Regions from separate parts of the Anas platyrhynchos genome. Here region 1 is linked to region 2. The links are chromatin contacts, called in public Hi-C maps. All regions are on one chromosome and are shown on one strand. The core of a region is the stretch at or near the end of the contact, and the rest is flanking DNA. Distances in the headings are between cores, read along the strand shown.

Region 1 (3,056 bases), core at 343-2,842, 100 kb before region 2:
AGCCTGACCAGGCAAAAGGATGGCAGCTTGAAAGGTGGGAGTCAGGGGAAAGAAAAATCAAGTTCAATCAAAGTCTAAAAGACCATCAATAAAAACATTTTATGTTTTTAAGTTTTCCAGAGGCTCCCTTAGCCACCTAGCAGTATCCCATCTCTGTCACTTACTTCCGTTCCAGTTGCATTCTGGTTTTCACCATCCATATAGGATTCATCAGGGAATTTGTGACAAAGGCTGAAAAAGGAAGAAGAAAAAGTACAGCTGAATCCAGGCCAGTGTACTGCCATTGTTCATGCAAATAGGAACCATATATATTGCACAGTGACACAGTTCTAGTGTCACAGCTCCAGAGGTTTCAAAAGACATGTAGGTGTGTAGCTTACAACGTGGCTCTTGCCAGAGAACTATCTGTATTCAACTTCAGAAGGTATCATCCAATGACCTTGGAATTTCATATGGGTTCCTTCCTTTTTATACCTGTCCTAATGTGAACTTCACATTCCTAAAGACCACTGTAGGCAAGATAGCTTACCAGCTTACCAACTGGGTTTTGAATAATACATAAAAGGAAAACCTGTGGGGAACACACACGCGTATTAGTCTTTTGCTTTCCCCAAGGCTCTAGGTGGTGCCATTGAGCCATCTCATTAATGAAATCCACCCATAATTATGGGGTTAGTTTGGGAAAGATGTTTAATGATCCCTCTGGTGACCGATGCTTGAACTAGCGGGGCTCTTCCGCTCAACTATGCCTCTGTTTGTCATGTTTTTCTGACAACAAAATATTTTCCCATCCTGCGAGGAAAAATACAACAAACCAAAACAATTTGGCTAAAACAGTATCAAAGGTTTGCTGATGTCTGTTAACTTGTTTTGTTGTGTTTGTTTTTGTTTTTTTAAACTGTTTAGAGAAATTACTACAACATTTCAGTTAGAAAAACATTTACCTCCACTTACTAAAGAAAAATCTAGAAACATTTTAAAGTGTTGAACAGTAACATGGTTTCTCTGCAAATACGGTAAGTTAGGAGGTGGCAAACTCCTGGGATCAAACTCCATGAGGACTGCCTTTGGCTTCCTCCGAAAGCTGATTGTAGAATATTTCCAGTAACACCGAAAGGGTCACTGTCCTTCAAAGACAAGGATCAGATCATGCTGCTATTCACTGTTCTGTAGCTGTAATACTTGTTTCATGGTTTCAAGAAGCCCTTTTTGAAAAAATCTTTAATTAAGAAGACAGCCAAGCATGTTTCTACATCAGTTTCCATCCGCTTCAGCGATTTCTTAAAACCTCCCTCAACACTGAATGTGGACAAAGCATAGAAGTTCACAGACAGGAGAAATAAATAACGCCGCTCTGACTCATTCACACGGGTACTATGAAACCTATGGAAAGCGCTGTGCCAGCCGAGCATCACTGTATTGTCTCTTGGCACAAAAATCTGTGAAGGCCAAAGCAAAAGGATTTCCAGCTGCACCAATATGCTTTTAAAGTGCCTTATTACTTCAGGCAGCGTTCAGTTTCTGAGCCTTGCTGGATGTAAGAGTCACAGGCTTGCACAGGTTACAAAGCAGGCGACTGCCAGTTGACTGATACAAACCATACATATAGATCTGTCTACCTATTTATTAGGCTCTTCTGTGAAGTCTTACATGCCTTTTCTCTGCCTCCTCGCATATGAGAGGATGACTTTTTGAAAAGGTGCTAAGGCTTCCTACAACAACATTACATAACAAGCACATGCAATACCTTTGCTATAAACTCTTTAGTTTGCACCAATATGAGGCTGTTGGAACCAGATGCTAGAGAAGAGCGTATTTACCTTTTCAGTAACATTGTGAAACACCAATTTAAGCTCTTCAGAGAGTGTGTTCCTTAACAGTCTCCGTAGCAAGCTTGCCAAGTACTCGTCTGTTTGTTTTCCAGAGAACGGGATGTTTCCAGCCTCACAGATTTTATTTTTAAATAGTCTCTGAACTTTGGCTCATTAGGAGTGCCTTTTACATACCTCTGTTTCATGAACTTGGTCACGTCTCCCGATCTCGCCCTTTTATGGAGATCAGTGCTGGATGTATTTCCTAGAAAGTATATCCTTCTACACCTAGTAATAGATCCTAATGTTTTCTGGCATATACAAGCACAAACCACATGTATGTTTCAGAATGAGCCACATATTGCCTCTGAATTCGTTCACATATCAATCACAATTATCCACAGCCCTCAGTCAAGACTGGTTTATTTGCCCAGGTCCTGCACAGACTGAAAGTCCAGTCCCTGCCTTACGATTCTTTCTACTCACTTTCTAGCTACTGAGAGGGGCAGAACACATCTTGAAGCAATAACAACCTGCAATAAATGCTTTAAAGAATTAAGTCGCATCTCAGAGCCACGCAGATGCCAATGCAGACATTCCTGCTACTGCTGAGGGGCTGGACACTGGGGTATTGTGGCAGACCATACGGAAGATGAATTACACTTACCTGCAGAACCTGCAGAACAGATGTGCACAATATTGCTGTTGGGTACAAAAATGCCATTAAATTGCTCTTTGGCTTTGGAGTAGCATGCAAAATAGACAGCTCTGTGGAAAATAACAGAAGAAAATCAATGTGATACTCATGACATCAAGTCAGACATGTTACTATTTTACCCCCTTCTGAAAAACAAGACTCCTTCTCCAAAGGGGCCTCCATATGACTGCTTCCATCTGCAAGTCTGCAGATGTTTTTTCTCCTTACAATACAATGCCACTACCTGACTTGACAGCCACAAAGCAGAAATATTTTACTTTCATACCAAGTCTGAGATGGGAGGCAACGTGGTCGTGCAGATAAAGCAAGTTGGATTGGATCCTAACATCGGCACTGGCATTAAATACACTTTGTAACCTCGGGAAAGTCACATCCCCACTCTGAGCCTATGCTAAACGGGGTCAGAGCTACAGCTGCCTTAGCAGCACTTCATTCTTGAAACACTTAACCCTGGGCTGAAATGAAAAACAGTTTTACCCACCTCAAATCCCTACATAATGCACGCAAAAAATAAAAACTCACAGCAA
Region 2 (3,448 bases), core at 61-2,560:
TCTCAGCTAGCCAGTTCCTGGAACACAAAACCACATCTCTAACGTAAGTTTACAAACAAACTTCAGTCCCATTACAGCACGATCCCGTAACCTCCAAGAGCGGCTGCAAAAGCCTGCTGCTGCTGTACGGCAACAACACAATGCCCCCCAGAGGAATACACTGCTCAAGTTCATCCCTTGTCTTCAGCACAACTAGGATGGGGGGGGTGAATAAATTACGGCTTTACGAAACCATCATCACAACGCCCCAGAGCCATGACAGGGCTGGAGGCCAGGCACACTGACGGAGCAGGGAGGAGACGGGCACACCAGCAGCGGGTTGGCCAGGGAGGACTCCTCCAGAAGCCAGTGAAGTGCCTCTCAGGGCTGCCACTCGCTTGGTAAACAGTAGCACAGCCCCACCACGCTCCCAGCAGCTTCCCTATCAACTCACCACAGAAATTGCCTTCCTCCTGGGCTGAGATCAGTACTTTGACCCCATCCAGCTCTCCTACTGGGGAAAGGTTGCTCCCAGGACAAAAGGGTCATAAACTCTTCCTGCATCGCTATCAGGAAAAGAAAGGCCAATCTATCTCCAAGGCAGCAAACTTCCATCTTTATAATCATTTTGTAAACTCCCTTATCTCGAGCAATGGCTCGCTTCACAGGTTTCTGCTCTGCCACAGCCGCTCACCAGCCTGGCTGCCTGCATCCATCCTGTAACAGCAGCAGCAGGCAGCACGCTCCTGTTGTTCTTCCAGCAACACCAGGCACTTCAAACAGAGGATTACCCGAGCTCCCATCACATCACCAAGGGGTTTGTGTAGGAAAAAAGCCCGATATCCATCAGGCCCCTGCTCCGGAGACCACCAAGGCAGCCCCACAAGCACCGAGCGAACAACCCGACCTCCTCACCCAGCTGAGGCTGGCTCAGCACCTCCACCCCCGGCTCACCAAGCCGGGTTTGAGCCCAGCGTTTGCTTTTAAAAAATATATATATATATATTAATCTTTCGGGAAGCTGGCACCGGCTCCACGCAGCCCGCGCTGACCGGGGAGCAGCGCCCCGCTGCGAGGGATGGGAAGGAAGCAAGGGAGAGGCCTCAGCAGCTCGGTAGCCGCCACCCCAAAGAAAAAAAAAACACCCCAGCCACCGTCCCCCCTCCGGTTCCTACCGTCCTGGGGCCGCCCCATGGCAGCGGCCGCGCCGGGTCCCGCCGGAGCCTGCTCCCGGGGCCGCGCCGCGCAGCGCCCGTGGCTGGGCGGGCTGCGGGCAGGCTGCAGCCGCGGCTCCTCCCGCCGTCACATGGCACAAATAACGCCCGGAGACCGCCCCGATCCGCCCCGACACCGCCCCGGCCCCCGGGACCGGCCCCCGGGCTCCGTTTGGGGCCCGGCTCCGGTCGGCTGCGAGCCCGTGAGGCGCCCCCCCCCCCCCGCTCCCTTCCCCGGGCCTGGGTGAGGCGAGGCGGCGGCCCCTCGGCGGGCAGGGAGGGGAGCGGCGGCGGCTCCCTGAGGGGGGCTCGGCCCTCGGTTGAGGCCGAGCTGGGATATTTGCATTGCAAAGGCTCGGGGCAACGCGTGTCTGCGGTGTTTTTTTAACAAGGATCGATTTGTGTACCGGAGTAAAGCGAGGAAGTACAGCCCCGCTGACTCTGTGCCTTGGAGGCTTGGTGCACAAAGCGGGTTTTGGGGACAAATCTTGAGTCAGCGATGTCCCTCTGAGATGATTCATTTTTGGTATTCCCAGACAAAACGAGGGTGAGGCAACACAGCTTGCAGCACGCACTGGTGCAAATTAGGCGAGGGCTCTGAGGACCACCCCAGAGCTGAAGGAAATGGCATGAATGATTTTAGGGGTGGCACCGTGGCATCCGAGCCCAGACACACCGAGTGCCCCTGCCAGACACCAAGGTTATTTTCTGGGGGATTGGACATGAGCAACGGGCTTTGACTACTTCTCATCATTACTGGTCTTGGGACACACCTGAAAAGGGGAGTGGGATTCATTTGTGTGTCCTCCTTTTTATGTCCCTGCTTCCAGAGGGCTTTGCTTTCATCGCTGCTGTAGCCCCTCTGCAGCACCCGGCCTTAATTCAAGGTTTAACCATAAATGTGTCCTCCTTACCTACCTTCTAATTAGGATACTGAGCCGCTCTTCCCCTTGCTGTGCTCCTTCTTAGGGACTGCGGGAGGTGAGCGGTGAGGAAGGTGATTCCCAGGTGTGCAGAGGTGCTGGATCTCCGGGGAGGCTGCAGGTTTTTTGCCACATCTCGGGGGCCATGCATCGATGCACAACTTGCAACATAAGAGCAGTGCTTACAAGGAAGAGATCGAGTAGCTGCAGATGGGTGGAGATGAAATTGCATGGCCCCAGGGACTGTACACTACCCACTGCTGGCTTCCTTATTCAGCGAGGTGCTCACAGCAGGGGATTCAGTGACCTGTAATGGGGTCGGAAGGGTGCTGAACTGACCGAGCTGTCAGGAGAAAGAAGCCTGCATCTTCCCTAGGACCTTGCAATGCCAAGGCTGAGGTGTGGTAGCTTGCTGACAACCCCTTCCTCACCCCTTTCTGGCCATGCAGTCAAAAGCACCCCTGCCAATGCAAGGAAATAATCCCGTTGTGCTCCGTGGGGCGATGCATGCAGGGGCAGGAGTTCATGTGTGCATTCGTGTCGTTGCAGGACGGAGGCACTAATTTGTTAAGCATATTTTGAACTCCTTGGGGGATTGTCGCTCTGTGCCAGCTATTGTGGTTCATTAAATAACACATTCACATTGCATTAAATTTATTACTCCAGCTGACCAGAAACACCAGGGAGCTGGTAGATACAGCACAAATAGGTCCTTTCACACTCGGCAAGATAGAAATGGGAGAAGTTTCCTGGTAAATAGATAGGTGTTTGAGTAGCTTTTTCAAAACTGTTTTGCTTTGACCTAGACCTGCTGCCATCTGAGTCAATTTTCCCCAATAACTTCAGAAGAATTTACCGAGCAATGATCCCGCAAGTGTATTGTGCAAATCTCCCCCTTTTCCTGCAGGTTACTGTTCTGATCTCTGGCAGCTGGGCCTGTACTCACTGCAGACCCTGTAAATATTTCTTGGAGTGAGCAGAGGAAGGATTTTGGTGCTGAAAACTGGCTCTGGTGCTTTCTGTGGGCACACCTGCAGTTTTCTGTGTGCATCCATCCCTGCCTGTGGAGAGTTTTCCTGGTTATCTCCACTGTTTAGAAGCCTCTCCTATCTCCTCTGGCTGTGCCAAAGGTGTTAGAGGAACGTATCACGTGGGCATAAAATGGAGAGCACGACAACCTGGAGTGTTGTCTAGGGAAACTCCAAATCTCCTCAGAATCAGAGCTCTGTGGGCCAGATTCTCCCCTACGGTAAATCAATCTACTACACCTACTAAAGTACACCTACTTTGAAGGCTTTGTTTCCTTACTGCCAAGGTGGGAGGCTGCTGTAA

The links. A called contact is a pair of places that touch in the nucleus more often than the background predicts.
Region 1: a contact with region 2 is called in a Hi-C map of skeletal muscle, with 2.4 times the contacts expected there. The contact joins the enhancer-like site here to the promoter of SPSB1 in region 2. A contact is called at or near these places in 3 of 8 Hi-C or Micro-C datasets (skeletal muscle and subcutaneous adipose tissue).

What each region holds. Positions count from the first base shown.
Region 1 is chr22:4,162,942-4,165,997 of IASCAAS_PekinDuck_T2T, reverse strand. SLC25A33 (solute carrier family 25 member 33) reads right to left here. Exons shown (of 7, transcript XM_027443204.3): 4 at 2,479-2,579; 5 at 165-231. Among named protein-coding and RNA genes, the nearest start is that of TMEM201, 8.3 kb to the left of the region's middle. Within about 2 kb of position 1,592, at least 1 of the 8 cell types and tissues checked has an H3K27ac peak or open chromatin away from gene starts, as enhancers often do.
Region 2 is chr22:4,057,749-4,061,196 of IASCAAS_PekinDuck_T2T, reverse strand. It overlaps SPSB1 (splA/ryanodine receptor domain and SOCS box containing 1), which reads right to left and starts at 1,310. Exons shown (of 3, transcript XM_027443079.3): 1 at 1,155-1,310.